Regions from separate parts of the Sus scrofa genome. Here all the other regions are linked to region 3. Evidence: chromatin contacts called from public Hi-C and HiChIP or PLAC-seq data. All regions are on one chromosome and are shown on one strand. Each heading gives the region's core, a stretch centred on a gene start, on an enhancer-like site or on the middle of the called end of the contact. The rest is flanking DNA. Distances are from core to core; before and after follow the strand shown. Region 1 overlaps TDP1 (tyrosyl-DNA phosphodiesterase 1). Region 2 holds the start of KCNK13 (potassium two pore domain channel subfamily K member 13). Region 3 holds the start of PSMC1 (proteasome 26S subunit, ATPase 1).

Evidence for each region. Hi-C and Micro-C count contacts between places; a contact is called where the count stands out from the background. HiChIP or PLAC-seq counts read pairs in DNA pulled down with a chosen protein or histone mark.
Region 1: an H3K27ac HiChIP or PLAC-seq map of alveolar macrophages shows a contact between it and region 3. The contact joins the enhancer-like site here to the promoter of PSMC1 in region 3. A contact is called at or near these places in 3 of 5 promoter capture datasets (fetal liver, fetal skeletal muscle and liver), 27 of 47 Hi-C or Micro-C datasets (adipocytes, adipose tissue, alveolar macrophages and 16 more) and 2 of 2 datasets of contacts at active chromatin or transcription factors (alveolar macrophages and skeletal muscle).
Region 2: a Hi-C map of brain shows a contact between it and region 3, with 4 times the contacts expected there. The contact joins the promoter of KCNK13 here to the promoter of PSMC1 in region 3. A contact is called at or near these places in 6 of 47 Hi-C or Micro-C datasets (brain, embryonic fibroblasts, epiblast stem cells and 2 more) and 1 of 2 datasets of contacts at active chromatin or transcription factors (alveolar macrophages).

What each region holds. Positions count from the first base shown.
Region 1 is chr7:111,796,965-111,801,711 of Sscrofa11.1, forward strand. The region is part of intron 8 of TDP1 (tyrosyl-DNA phosphodiesterase 1); the gene reads left to right. Among named protein-coding and RNA genes, the nearest start is that of TDP1, 32 kb to the left of the region's middle. Within about 2 kb of position 2,742, at least 6 of the 83 cell types and tissues checked have an H3K27ac peak or open chromatin away from gene starts, as enhancers often do. A contact at or near this core is called in alveolar macrophages and retroperitoneal adipose tissue, where this site is marked.
Region 2 is chr7:111,865,951-111,870,195 of Sscrofa11.1, forward strand. KCNK13 (potassium two pore domain channel subfamily K member 13) reads left to right here and starts at 1,795. Exons shown (of 2, transcript NM_001244596.1): 1 at 1,795-2,134. The coding sequence starts at 1,795.
Region 3 is chr7:112,026,007-112,030,116 of Sscrofa11.1, forward strand. PSMC1 (proteasome 26S subunit, ATPase 1) reads left to right here and starts at 1,898. Exons shown (of 11, transcript NM_001244151.1): 1 at 1,898-1,944. The coding sequence starts at 1,942.

The DNA of each region.
Region 1 (4,747 bases), core at 1,492-3,991, 230 kb before region 3:
TGGGCTGCTTCCGTGGCATATGGAGGTTCCCAGGCTAGGGGTTGAATCGGAGCTGTAGCTGCCGGCCTACGCCAGAACCACTGCTGTCTTTTTAGAGCCTCTGTTGTAGTTGGGAATCTCCAAAAGCAATATGAAGGTTTTTCATGCTTGTCTTTTATTATTACTAATCCTTTGTCCTTGGCACACATAGGCTAGATCCAGCTTTTTTTCTCCCTCTTTTTTTTGGGGGGCGGGGGAGGAAGCACCATTGCTGTGCCTGTGACTTGTGGAAGTTCCAGGGCCAGGGATCAAACCCACACCACAGCAGTGACAACACTCCGTCCTTAACCTTTGGAGCCACTGGGCAACTCTGTGATCTCTTTTGAAAAGTTTGTGTTTATTTATTTATTTTTTATTATTATTTTTTAATAGTTATTTCCCCAATACAATTTTTTTTTCTACTGTACAGCATGGTGACCCAGTTACACGTACATGTACACATTCTCTTTTCGCATATGATCGTGCTCCATCATAAGGGACCAGACACAGTTCCGAGTGCTTTACAGCAGGATCTCCTTGCGAATCCATTCCCAAGGCAATAGTTTGTATCTCTTAACCCCAAGCTCCCCACCCACCCCACTCCCTCCCCCTCCCCCTTGGCAACAACAAGTCTATTCTGCAAGTGCATGAAACTTTTTATTTCTAAGGATGTGTTCGAATGGGTTTCACCTGTTGTTTTCCCTCCTGGTAGGCCCTAACTTAAATTTCCCTTTTTGGTCCCCCCTCCTCATTTAAGCCACTCTGCACGTCTCTGGCTTCCTGCGTAGGAAGAAGCTTGGCCTTTCAGGGTTCGATAGTCTCCACTGCCTCCCCTTTTCCACATCATTGCCCAGCTTGGGCTGGAACCTGTAATTCAGGCCTTTGAGCTCAGGCGGCGCTGAGACAGCCTCCCAGCCCCCATCCTCGGGCCCTGCTTGGACTGAGTGGGCCTTGCCGCCCGAGGGTTCGCTCTCCCTTCATACAGCCCTTCTGAGTCTGAGGACAGACCCTTCGCTGAGCCACACGGCGCTCGTCCCCTCTCCGTCCCCCTTCCCTCTGTAACAGGTGGCTCCAGCCCCGGTCCTCACGGCCTCACAGTTTTCCTACACGCATGTTCTCGTGTCCAGGTGTCCCACTGAAGAAACACTTCCCTGAATGCAGGGTCCTTCTGACGTGTCCAGGGTCATGGGGTCACCGTCTCCACAAGCCTCAGCCACAGGGCTCTTGAGCCACCACACTTCCAGCGAAGGAGGCCTTTGCCGCCCCTGCAGCTTCTAAGCTGCTGACTGGGTTTGGGGACTCGTGACTCATAGGCATCCCCATCTCAAAAGGAACTGAGATTACTAGAGCTTGTTGTGGGGGGATGAGTAATTGGCGCAGCTGCAGGGGCTGGCTTGGCTCTTTGCAGAGCTGCGTTTACAGGCAGCTTTGCTTCCTTAGGCTTCTCCAGTGGTGGCTCTGAGGAAGGGATTAAGGGTAAAGGGCTGGGGTGTTCATTTTTCCCTTTATTTAGACTTTTTTTCTTTTAATTTAAATCTTTAAAAAACATATTGACTAGGTAGTAGCTTCAGAACTCCCAAGTACCAGGAGTTGAAACTCCCTCCGGCATCCCTCCACCAGCCACCCGGTGTCAGGGGTACTGTTATCTCACCGTTAGCCCAGATTCGCCTCTCTCTGATAATTCTCAGGTTCCTGTTGTGGGTTGTAATTTTTGAAAAACATTTAAAAGCAGTTCTTTTGTGTCATCTTATTTCATAGTCGGCCTGTTATGGCTCTGCTGATAGGACTTCTGCTCTGCAAGTGTTCCAGTCATACTTTTCACTGCTTCTGAGCTACCTATTAATTTCTCACTTTTTTTTTTTTTTTTGCTTTTTAGGGCCACACTTGCAGCACATGGAAGTTTCCAGGCCAGGGGTCGAATCGGAGCTGCAGCTGCCGGCCTACACCACAGCCACAGCAATGCCAGATCTGAGCCGCATCAGCAACCTACCCCATGGTTCGCAGCAACACCAGACCTTTAACCCACTGATCAGGGCCAGAGATCGAACCTCCATCCTCACGGATGCTAATCAGGTTCCGTTACCACTGAGCCACGACAGGAACTCCCTTTTCTCACTTTTCAAACTATTTGGCCTAAGATAATTTTTCATCTTATTTTTGTTTGGTTAGTTTTTGGTTTTCAGCTTTTTTTGGCTGCGCCCATGGCATGCAGAAGTTCCTAGGCCGGGGATCAAACTCAAGCCACAGCAGTGACCATGCCAGATCCTTAACCCATTCGACCACCAGGGAACTCTCTTCTTTTGTGAAGTGTTAAAAAAGCCCCACATCTCAGGATCCTGGTTTAGAAGGGTGTTGTCTTTCATGTTTCTCATCCTGAACCCCTCTTATCCAGGGGGAGCCCCACTCACCTTGGGTTCCAAGTCACTATTGATAGAGAGACCTTAACCCGTCTATCTGGCCCGATGCAGTCATGTTACACACACGGCGGCAGAGGGAGACCCAGAGAGGTCATGGAGCTGGCTCCAAATGACGCAGCGAGGTAGCCACAGACCCAGGTCCCACGTGTTCCCCTTCCTGCAGGGGGTCTCCTCGAGGTGAGAGGGAAAGGTGTGACCTGCCACCCTTCTAGAAACAGAGCTCGAAGACACACAGCCAGGATCCACATGGTTCCGGGCGCTTCCTGCTTTGAGGGCCTGCCTCTCGCCAGTTTCCTTTGAGGGCCGCCAGGAGAAAGAGGAATTGGGCAGTTTCTTTCTTGGCTTGCTGAGTACAACAGCGGCGGAATTAGCCACAAAGGGGAAAAGGCGGCATAGCTCAGACTTGCTGAGCACAGCTGGATGCTGGACCCTGTTCCTCACCTCATGGGCACACAGCAGGGCTGTTAACCTGGTTTTGCAATTGAAGGATCAGCACAAGGGGTTTGAAGCCACACTCTTTTAGAATCTACCACGGAGCAGTTCATAGATGGACTGGGTTTGGATATGGTTGTTTGCCATTTGCGACTATGATATAGAAATATTGGCAAAGTATATTGACAGAGAATCGATGAAATGAATGATGTCTTTAAAGTTTTTTTAACTGAATTATTTGAAAGTCTGCGGTTAGTGTTAGTGTGGTCTATACCACTAAATGTGGTCTCTACTCATTCCAGACACAAGATATGGAGTGTGTGTGTGTGTGCTGGTACTCACATATATATACATATATATAAAATATGAAAGTATCTCAAGTTGCTATACATGTACCTCATGAGAACGAGTTTTTTTCTCTTTTTTTTTTTTTTTTTTTTTTTTGTCTTTTTGCCATTTCTAGGCCACTCCCGTGGCATATGGAGGTTCCCAGGCTAGGGGTCAAACTGGAGCCACAGCTGCCAGCCTACACCACAGCCACAGCAATGCTGGATCCAAGCCACATCTGCAACCTATACCATAGCTCATGTCAACGCCAGATCCTTAACCCACTGAGCAAGGCCAGGGATCGAACCCACAACCTCATGGTTCCTAGTCGGATTCGTTAACCACTGAGCCACAAAGGGAACTCCTGTTTTTGTTTTTTTAATACCACTCCTGCAGCATATGGAAGTCCCCAGGTTAGGAGTCGAATCAGAGCTGCAGCTGCCAGCCTACACCACAGTCATAGCAATGCAGGATTTGAGCTGCATCTGTGACCTGTGCCACTCACAGCAACGTCGGGTCCTTAACCCATGGGTGGGGCCAGGGATCAGACCCACATCCTCATGGATACTAGTCAGGTTCTTAACCCACGAGCCACAGCGGACACTCCAAGATGAGTTTCTTTATTGAAAACATTTTCACATACTTTTTTTTAGTATAGGAAACTTTTATTTTCCATTTGCCTAAAGAGCTACATTGATGCAGGCATTGGCAAAATCTTACAGAGGTTACTGCTGGTGGTGTGGGTATACTATAGCAATTAGGAGTGGAACTTTTTTTTTTTTTTTTAACCAGGGCGGCACCTGCTGCCTATGGAAGTCCCCAGGCCAGGGGTCCAACCTGAGCTGCAGCCACCGGCCTACACCACAGCTACGATCTATACCGCAGCTCACAGCAGCTGGATCCCCAACCCACTAAGCAAGGCCAGAGATCAAACCCGCATCCTTATGGATGCTAGCTGGAATTGTTAACCACTGAACCACGAAGGGAACTCCAGGGGTGGAACTCTTAACTGTTGCCGTCAAGTCTTTAAAAGCAGTGCAGAGGTAAGGAGGTAAGAGGGGGAATAGGGCATGTGGGTGAGTGAATGAGGGAATGTGGGGGAACTGAGGCTGCAGAGGCCAGGTCTTTCTTGGTCTTAAATTCTCTGTGAGGTTCTTATTTTTTATTTATTTATTTATTTATTTTTGTCATTTGTCCTTTTAGGACCACACCCTCGGCATATGGAGGTTCCCAGGCTGGGGGTCGAATCGGAGCGGTAGCTGCTGGCCTATGCCAGAGCCACAGCAATGCAGGATCCAAGCCATGTCTGCAACCTACACCACAGCTCACAGCAACACCGGATCCTTAACCCAGTGAGTGAGGCCAGGGATCAAACCTGCAACTTCATGGTTCCTGATCAGATTTGTTTCCGCTGAGCCACGGCGGGGACTCCTCCTTGAGGTTTTTAAAAATAAATTATGAATGTGAAGAGAGCCATTGGAGTGGTGTGATGGGAATTGTTTCGTGTTTTATAGGGCTGACCTCATACCCTGTGGAGAGGTGCTGTGAGAATT
Region 2 (4,245 bases), core at 545-3,044, 160 kb before region 3:
GTTTCTTTATTCTCTGCTCCTGGGGAGTATTAGGTGGGTGGGCTCTGAGGCTGGGATTTCTCTCTCGGGAAGTGGGGGGGGGGATTCTACTTAGTTCCAAGATGCCCACGCATCTATTCTTCCTGCATTCATATTCACTCCCACATGCCAGGGGCTGGTAATTCCGGAGGGGCAGTGTGTGGCCGGGTGCGCAGGTGGGGTAGAGACGTGTCTGAAGGGGACAGAGCGCCCTCTTCTGGCCCTGGAGGGGCCCACACAGGCCCGCTAAGCACCTGACCCTCCACTTCAGCACCCACTCCCGGAATCTGCCGGTCCAGCGCTGAGATAGGAGCGCCGCAGCCCCCGGTGGCCCAGCCGAGAGCCGGCATCAGTAGGCGGAGACTAGTGCTGGGAGCCGCCCCGCGCGGCGGGGAGGCGAGAGGCCGGGTAGAGTCGCCACCGCCGCTGCCTCGGCTCCACCTGTTGCAGCGCCGGAGCGCGCGGACCAGGCGAGGCAGAGCCCGGCGAGGACCTCTGCTCCCCGCCTCGCTCTGCAGGGCAGAACTGCTGCGAGGAGAGGACCTGAAGCACAGTCCTGACAGAGCGGCGCCGAGGGGGCACTCCCCGGGAGGTGAGACCCGAGCGCGGCGCCAGCGCCCACTGAAAGGCTCGGTCTCTTGCAGGCGCCCCCGGCGGTTTGCTAGGAAGCCGGTGGCTGGTCTGCAAGGGGTGGGGGAAAGCACCCTGCGCTGAGCCCTGCTGGCGCAAGATCTCTGGAGCCCACTGAGGCAGCCAAGCCTGGGTGCAAGAGATGGACCCCCCCGGGGTCGTGATCTCCCGGCCGCTACCGCCTGCGGCCCCCGGTCCTTGGCCTCTCGGGAACTAGGGCTGGCTAGCAGCTCGCGCTTCGAGTCAGCAGAGGCGACACGTGGGGGCGGAAGACGCCCTCGCCCAGACTCTGAGGCCAAGGGGTGCTGGTCCGGGCAAGGCCAGGGAGGCTACCCGGGGGAGAGGCCCCTCATTCCAATCTCCTTTTCTGGTCTCCTCCTCCAGTGCATCAGCCTGCCGGATGCGGCGCAGCGTGGGGGCCGGGCGGGAGGTCGGAACCGGTGAGAGGCGCTCGGCACCATCCTTCTGTCCGTGCGCCCACCGGGGACCGGCTCCGGCAGCCAGGACGGGGACCCAGGAGTCCTGAGGCTCCGCGCGACGCCGAGACTGGGACACAGCACTGCGGATCCATCTAGAGAGGGGCCTCCAACACCAGCCGACTGAGACCTGGCGTCCTAGCCGTCGGCGGCTTGAAAAGCAATGGTCAAGGAGACAGAGACCGTGGCTGTCCGCTCACCCCTCAGCCTCCGAGGGCCCCACACCTTGGTAGCGGGAGAAGGTCAAGTCCGCCGGAGTTTGCTCTGAAGATGCGCCACGCCCCCTCCCCATTCTGAGCCGGGCACTGCCGCAGCGGGAAACAGGGGCCGCCTCCTCGTGCCAAGCAGAAGCGGAGTCTTCGCCGGGTCCCTCAGCCTTTCAGCATTTAGAATTCCTAGGGGGCGGGGACGGCGGCGAAAAAGCGGATTTGAAACCAGGAGTCAAAGCGGACGTGGGGAGCTGGCGCTGCGGGAGCGGTCAACGCGGCGGCCTCGGGAGCCGCGTGGCCTGGAGAAGCGCCCAGCGGTCATGGACGAGCCGGCCGTCGGGCGGCCAGAGGCGGGCTGAGCGCCGGCCGAGCCCCCGCCACCCGGGGGGAGGGGGGGCCTGGGCGACCGTCAGCCCGAGGCCACGGCCGCCCGGCACGGGGCTGCCCCCGGGGGTCCGGCCATGGCCGGCCGGAGTTGCGGTTGCAGCTGCGGCCTGGGCCACCTGAACGAGGACAACGCGCGCTTCCTGCTGCTCGCGGCGCTCATCGTGCTCTACCTGCTGGGTGGCGCCGCCGTCTTCTCGGCGCTGGAGCTGGCGCACGAACGCCAGGCCAAGCAGCGCTGGGAGGAGCGCCTGGCCAACTTCAGCCGCCGCCACAACCTGAGCCGCGACGAGCTGCGCGGCTTCCTTCGCCACTACGAGGAGGCCACCGAGGCCGGCATCCGCGTGGACAACGTTCGGCAGCGTTGGGACTTCACCGGCGCCTTCTACTTCGTGGGCACCGTCGTGTCCACCATAGGTAAGTGGCCTCCGGGGGAGGATAGAGGGGCGGCCGGACTCGTTAGCGTTTTCCTAGCTGGGCGCTTCGAAGGGCAGAACCGCGCTTCCCAACCCTGCATTCCCCCACATCCACGCTCAGCCGGGCGGCACAGATGTGAGCTGTTGCCTGATCAACAGGTGTGACGGCCTCCTTGCTTTGCTAAGTGAGGTCCAAGGACCAGCTACATTAGCATCACTTGGGAGCTTGTTATAAATGCAGAGTCTCAGCCCCTCCCCAGACCACCTGGGTCGGCGGCTCAATCTGACCATTAACAAAATCCCCAGGGGCTGTGAATGATCCTTAAATTGGAGACACTCTGCCCTGGGAGATTTTCCATCTAGTTAAGGAGACAGTTTGAGTTCTAGGAACATCAGGGAGAAAGCTTAACTTGAGACGGGAACCAGGCGTAAGGCACTGGTCTGAAGAGGAGATACAGATTTTTAAAAGACGGGCCCTGACTTCAAACTCTGAGAAAATCAGATGAACATGAGATTGGAAGTAAGGAGGCAAAAGCTGTAACAAGGATGAAAACTTTGCTACCAGGAAGAGGAGACCTATGGGCTGAACCAGTTAGTGTTGGTCTGATTGAGGTCTGGAGATGAAGAGTGCTTAACCCTGGGGGGCAGGGGGAGGGGGATGGATTTCAGGGCCCATTGAGCTCCCTGATCTGAATGGAATAGTGAGAGGTAAGCTAGAGAAGTCATCTGGCTAATGGGATGGATGGGGGGAACTTTACCGACAGACTAAGGACCTAGAAATTATCTAGAGGCAGTTGGGAGCCATTGAGAGTTTTTGAGCAAGAATGGGGCATGGCTACTGTCAGTCATGCCTTCATTCACAGCAGAAGGAAAAAGGTTGGGAGTCTTTGCGCCGACTCCAAAGATTGTTCACCCTTTCAGTGTAATCAAGATGAGAAGGGGGTTGGAGAAGATGCTGCAGAAATTCAGAGAAAGAAAGCAGAGAGCTGGAGCCAGAGTCGCAGCCAGGCTGGGGGGTGCCGTGCAGGTGCTCTGCAACAGTGGCCCCTGTGCTGCCAGGAGAGCTTGTCAGTGAGGCGGGTGACAAGGCAAACTTCCTTGAAGCTCCCACGCAAGGTCGTCTTAGGTAGACGTTCTGCCAGGAGAAGGAGCAACAGAGTATAACAGAGATCAGCCTCCGGCCTGATTAGTCAAAGACTTCCCGGGGGTAGTGTAGAAGCGGTGGCTTCAGCTGGTGAGGAGGAGGCAAGGACGCGGGCATTGGCATGATTATGGACGCACGGACTGTATCTGAAGTGCTTTGTGCTAAACCACCCAGCTTGCTACCCCCACCACATCTCATCCCACGTGGCCCTGCCCATCTGCTGGCCACTATGACACCACGGTAACTGGGTATCTGGTAAGAAAAACTCATAGCGTTCCCCCTGATGACCAGAATATTGGGTCCCTGCTGGGGGTGGAGATGGAGTCATACCCCCTTCCATGGTTTTCTTCCCCAGCCCACATTCTCCGCTGGACTCTCTTAGTGCAATCACTTACGTCCTCCCAAGACAGTTCCTCCTATGAAAGGAGGACTTGGGGTGAACGAACTGATTGAGAAGAGTTGCTGTCGAACTTCCCTTGATCTGCTATGTTTGCATAGCTAGTAAGGGTTTTGATTTAGATTATTCATTTCGGAGTGACTTCGGTGGGAGATGGGGGAATTAAATCCTCCCCACTGCCACCAAAGCCACCTCTTTGTACTTCCCATGGACATGGAGGTAGGAAGGAGCAGAGTGTGTGTATAGACTGCTGAACGTCAGTGCCAGAGGAACTGCAGATGTCATGGACGGCTGGGCATGTGAGCTCACAGGCATCCGGGGGCACAAATGGAATAATGCCGCCTAGTCATCATCGGGATGGAAGGAAACCTGGACTGAGAGTCTGGAATTGGAGCTACTGACCCTGCATATAACCTGGGCCAGTTTCTTAACGTTCTGAGCCCCGTCCTTCTCTTCTGAGATGTGTAATCCGCAAGTGCCCACCTTGGTATATGGCACATCACAGCTGTAGAGTAAATATTGATCCTGTCTCCTTCCCACTTCTGCTGTTCTTGCAGGTTCTTATGAGGGA
Region 3 (4,110 bases), core at 648-3,147:
GCATGAGGGTTCCTTTTTCTCCACATCTTCGCCAACACTTATTATCTCTTGTCTTTTTGATAATGACCATTCTGACAGGTGTGAGGTGATATCTCATTGAGGTTTAATTGGTTGTTTGGTTGTCGAGTTGTATGAGTTCTTTATATATTTTGGATATTAATCCCTTAAGGGGAGAAGAATTTTCAGTGATAAAGATGAACCTGTGTACCTAAATTCCAAATGGATGTTAGATATCAAGCTATCAAGCTAGATTTCCCTAGTAGATAGTGAAATGTCAAGACTTTCAATGTGCAGACATATGGATCCTTTGCAGCTATTTAAACTTACAATGAAATTTAGATGCCAACTTAGAAACGTGTCACAGAATACATGGTTTTGCAAAATGTTTTGGAGGACACGGGGAGGAAAACATGTTTGAAGTTTCCTGCACCAATAGATTATAAATTTTCTGAGGGATATGTGACCATCTGATACATGCACAGAATGGGGAAGCCAGAAGCAATCTGTGTATTAAAAATAATGCTACTGATAATTGTATCCTATGCTTAGAATTCTAAGTACTTTAGTCCTCAAACAAGGACTCCAAGAGGGAGGAACTGTTAAGGTCTCTATTTCACAGATGGCAAATCTGAGGCACAAAGGGGGTTAAATAGCTTACTAAGACCACACAGCTCTGAGGCCAGAAAGGAGACCTGAAGCGGAGGCCAACACTCTTAACCAATGGGTTGATTGCCTATTTAATTGCTCTTCTTTTTTAAATCAAAAATTAGTATCTTGTGAAGAGGCATTCCAACAGGCTGATTTCTTCCATACACTGATGGCTGTCAGCTGGATGGAGACTATTGAGAGGGTCAGTGCTGGGGAGAAAAGAGGGGGATGAGTTTGCTATGCCTTAAGAAGTCCTTCTTGGCGAATATCTAGCCGAATAACTTCTTAAGCCTTGACTGTTAGCCTATGTTCTTTGAATGTGACGCCATTTCAGGGACACTGCACCTCTTCACCTTTCACACAGATTGCCTAGACATTTTGTTCAACTCAGAAATCGCTTTCAACATCCATAAAGGGAGAGTGGCCCCGCCCCCTAACCTAGTCTATCATTTCATGTATCATATAGATGCCAGAATTGTTAGTGGAGACTGACAGTGTCAAGACTTTCTATTACAATATCTTAATGAGGAGGAAACAGACTAATTTCCTGCTGTGCATTAGGGAAATATTTTTAGTGCTTCAAAATTAAAATGCCTGAATTAATCTGGGTGTGTGTGTGCGTGGTATCCATCTCTTCAGTTCAGCAAGATGCAGAATCTTGAGCACCTGTTAGGGCAGTTTCCAAAGGTTGAAAGAATGCTTGCCATCTTTCTGATGTCTTGATGGACGTAACAAACAATGAACTTTACAAACTGGGCGCAAGATAAGGACTTTTGAGACAAGATTTAGCACCATCGCAAGTTAGAATTCATCAGAAAATAGACACACAGATGATTCCTGAGACCAAGAAGTACTCTCAGACGAGCAGCTTAATTCCAGAGACCAAATTAGAACTTAAATGTTGGTGCAAAAGTGTATGTCAGCTTCGCGGTTTCAAATGCCATTCCAGTTCTTGAAGCAGTAAAGTTTTTCTCAGTTTGATTTTTGCCATATTTTAAAGATTTTCACAATTGTCTTAGTTTCTTGACAGTTGAGGTCATTGTCTTAGGTTGTTAACAACAACCTAATAACTGCGATTTTAAAGCTTTTTCAAGTTAAATATTCATAAGGCTCACATCTCACAAGTTAGTACATCACTGCCCCACCCGCCCGCACTAGCCCTTAGTGTGTGACTTCGTCCGTAAGGGATTTGGTTCCTATCGGGCTTCCGTAGCGTCCCTCTCAACTTCCGCTCCTGACGGCCCGCCCCGGCAGTGCACTTCCGGCAGCAGCGGCTCGAGCGGCCAAAGCAAGATGGTGAGTGACTAAGGGTTTCGACTGGTGGTGGCGGTGTGACAGGATCAGGGCGACTCGAGGCGAGAGAACTAGGCGGCTGGTGGAGGCACTCGGTTAGCCCGTTCCCCTGCCCGCCGGTCCGGCCTCCGCGGGGGCTGAGGCTCCTGGAGGCAGTGTTCAGGTCCACCACGGGCCGGGGCCAACGAGCGGGCCTTTCCCCGGGGTCCTGGGGCCGGGGTTCCGCCCGGAGTGTCCGCCAGACGGCCCACAGGGGCGGCGGAGAGGGTCGGGTCGGGTCCCGCGGCTTTGCCCCTCCACGGGCTGGGGCTCTGCTGACTAGTACGGGTAGTGTCAGCGGGAGCCTCTTGAAGTGATTGGGGCCAGTGCTCTCGGAGCCGCCCGGGTGGAGGGATGTGCGACTAGAGCGAAGGAGGGATTCGCGTCAGCTGAAGAGTGGGAGCGCAGTCGTGGGAGAAACCCGGAGTGGGGGCATTTGAGGGAGGCCTTACGACGCTTTTCTAACAGGTGGAGCTCGGCGGGAAAGGCCCCTTAGTGCATTAGTAATAATAAAAACAGCTAGCATTTTTGTTAGTTCACGAATTGATGCTGGTGATACAGGGAATGAGCATAACTGACCCAGTCTCTGCCTCATGGAGCTTGCATTCTAGAGAAGGCAGACAAAAAATAGAGGAATAAATGTGTGATAGGATGTGGGGGCGGGATAGAGCCAGATGGGCGGTCGTTGCTTGTGGCTGTTATGTAGAAGGGGTAGAATGGGGAGAGCTGGCTGTTTTCCATGGGGTATCAGCGAGTCCCAGTGAGGATGTGAGATTTGAGCGGAGATCTAAATAAAATGAGGGAGTAGCCTATGCAGATATCTGAGGGGAACTGATCCAGGCAGAAGGAACAGCGAGTGCAAAGGGCCTGACTGAGATGGGAATATGTTTAGCCTGTATGGTCAACAGTAAGAAGTCCTGACCACATAGTCTTGTAGGTCTTAGAAGGATTTGGGGAGGTAACAATATTCTAAGTATGATAATTACGTGGCAGGTACTTTTCCAGCATTTGCTCATTATTCTTCTCAACAGTCCCTTAAGGTAATTGTTATTATTGTCCTCAGTTTACCATGGAGGAAACTTTGAGTAGGAAGCCATCCTAGAACACAAACCCTGTAGGTCTTTGCTGTGATGTACTGAATATCCATGCAGTAGAAAAGCACAGATATTGGAGTTCCCGTCGTGGCTCAGCAGTAGAAAACCCCACTTTATCTAGGAGGACGCGGGTTCTATCCCTGGCCTCACTTGGTGGGTTGAGGATGCGGTGTTGCTGTGAACTGTGGTATAGGTCACAGATGTGGCTTGGATCGAGTGTGGCTGTGGCCGGTAGCTACAGCTCCGATTCAACCCCTAGCCTGGGAACTTACATAAGCTGCAAGTGTGGCCCTAAAAAGACTGGGGGGGAAAAAAAGAAGAAAGAAAAACACAGGTATTGGTGTCTGGTGGGCTTGGGTGTGATTCCTGGCTACCTCTCTGATCAGCTTTGTAACAGTAGGCAAGTCACTTAACCTCTCTGAGCCTTAGTTTCCTTATCTGTAAACAAGGGGTAATGATAGTATTGACTTCATAGCGTCTGTAAGGATAAAACAGTCTGTTTAGCGCACTGCATATAGTGCCTGCTTGTTATTATTTGAGGCTGAGAAACATGTACAATGCCCTAGACATAAAGAATTTTGGGACCCGCTCAGGAAGACATCCTCTGGTGGGGCCAGACTTGGGGGATCATAGGAAAGATAGATGAACCTGGGAAAGGTTAGTTGTAGCCAGTTTGACCAGAGCCAGGCATACCAAGCTTAAGAGTTTGGACATTACACTGTAAATGCTAGGGAGCAATTGAAGGTTCTTGAGATTTATAGGATTGGCTCTTTGTTTTAGAAGGTGGTAGCTGGACTGGTGAGGGAAGAAACTAGACCTGAAAATCTGTTGGGAGACCAGAGCCCAGATAAGATATAATGACCTAGATGGGGATAGAGGAGAGCGAAGAACCGAAGCAGAATGGATTTGTTTCAGAGCCAGTTTTTCTAACCGAAGTCCTGACCCTAACATCTCTTATTCACCAACCATATTATATTGGTTAGTAGGTACTGTGAATCACACAAATGTGAAGTGTTGTATGCGCGCTACCTAATTT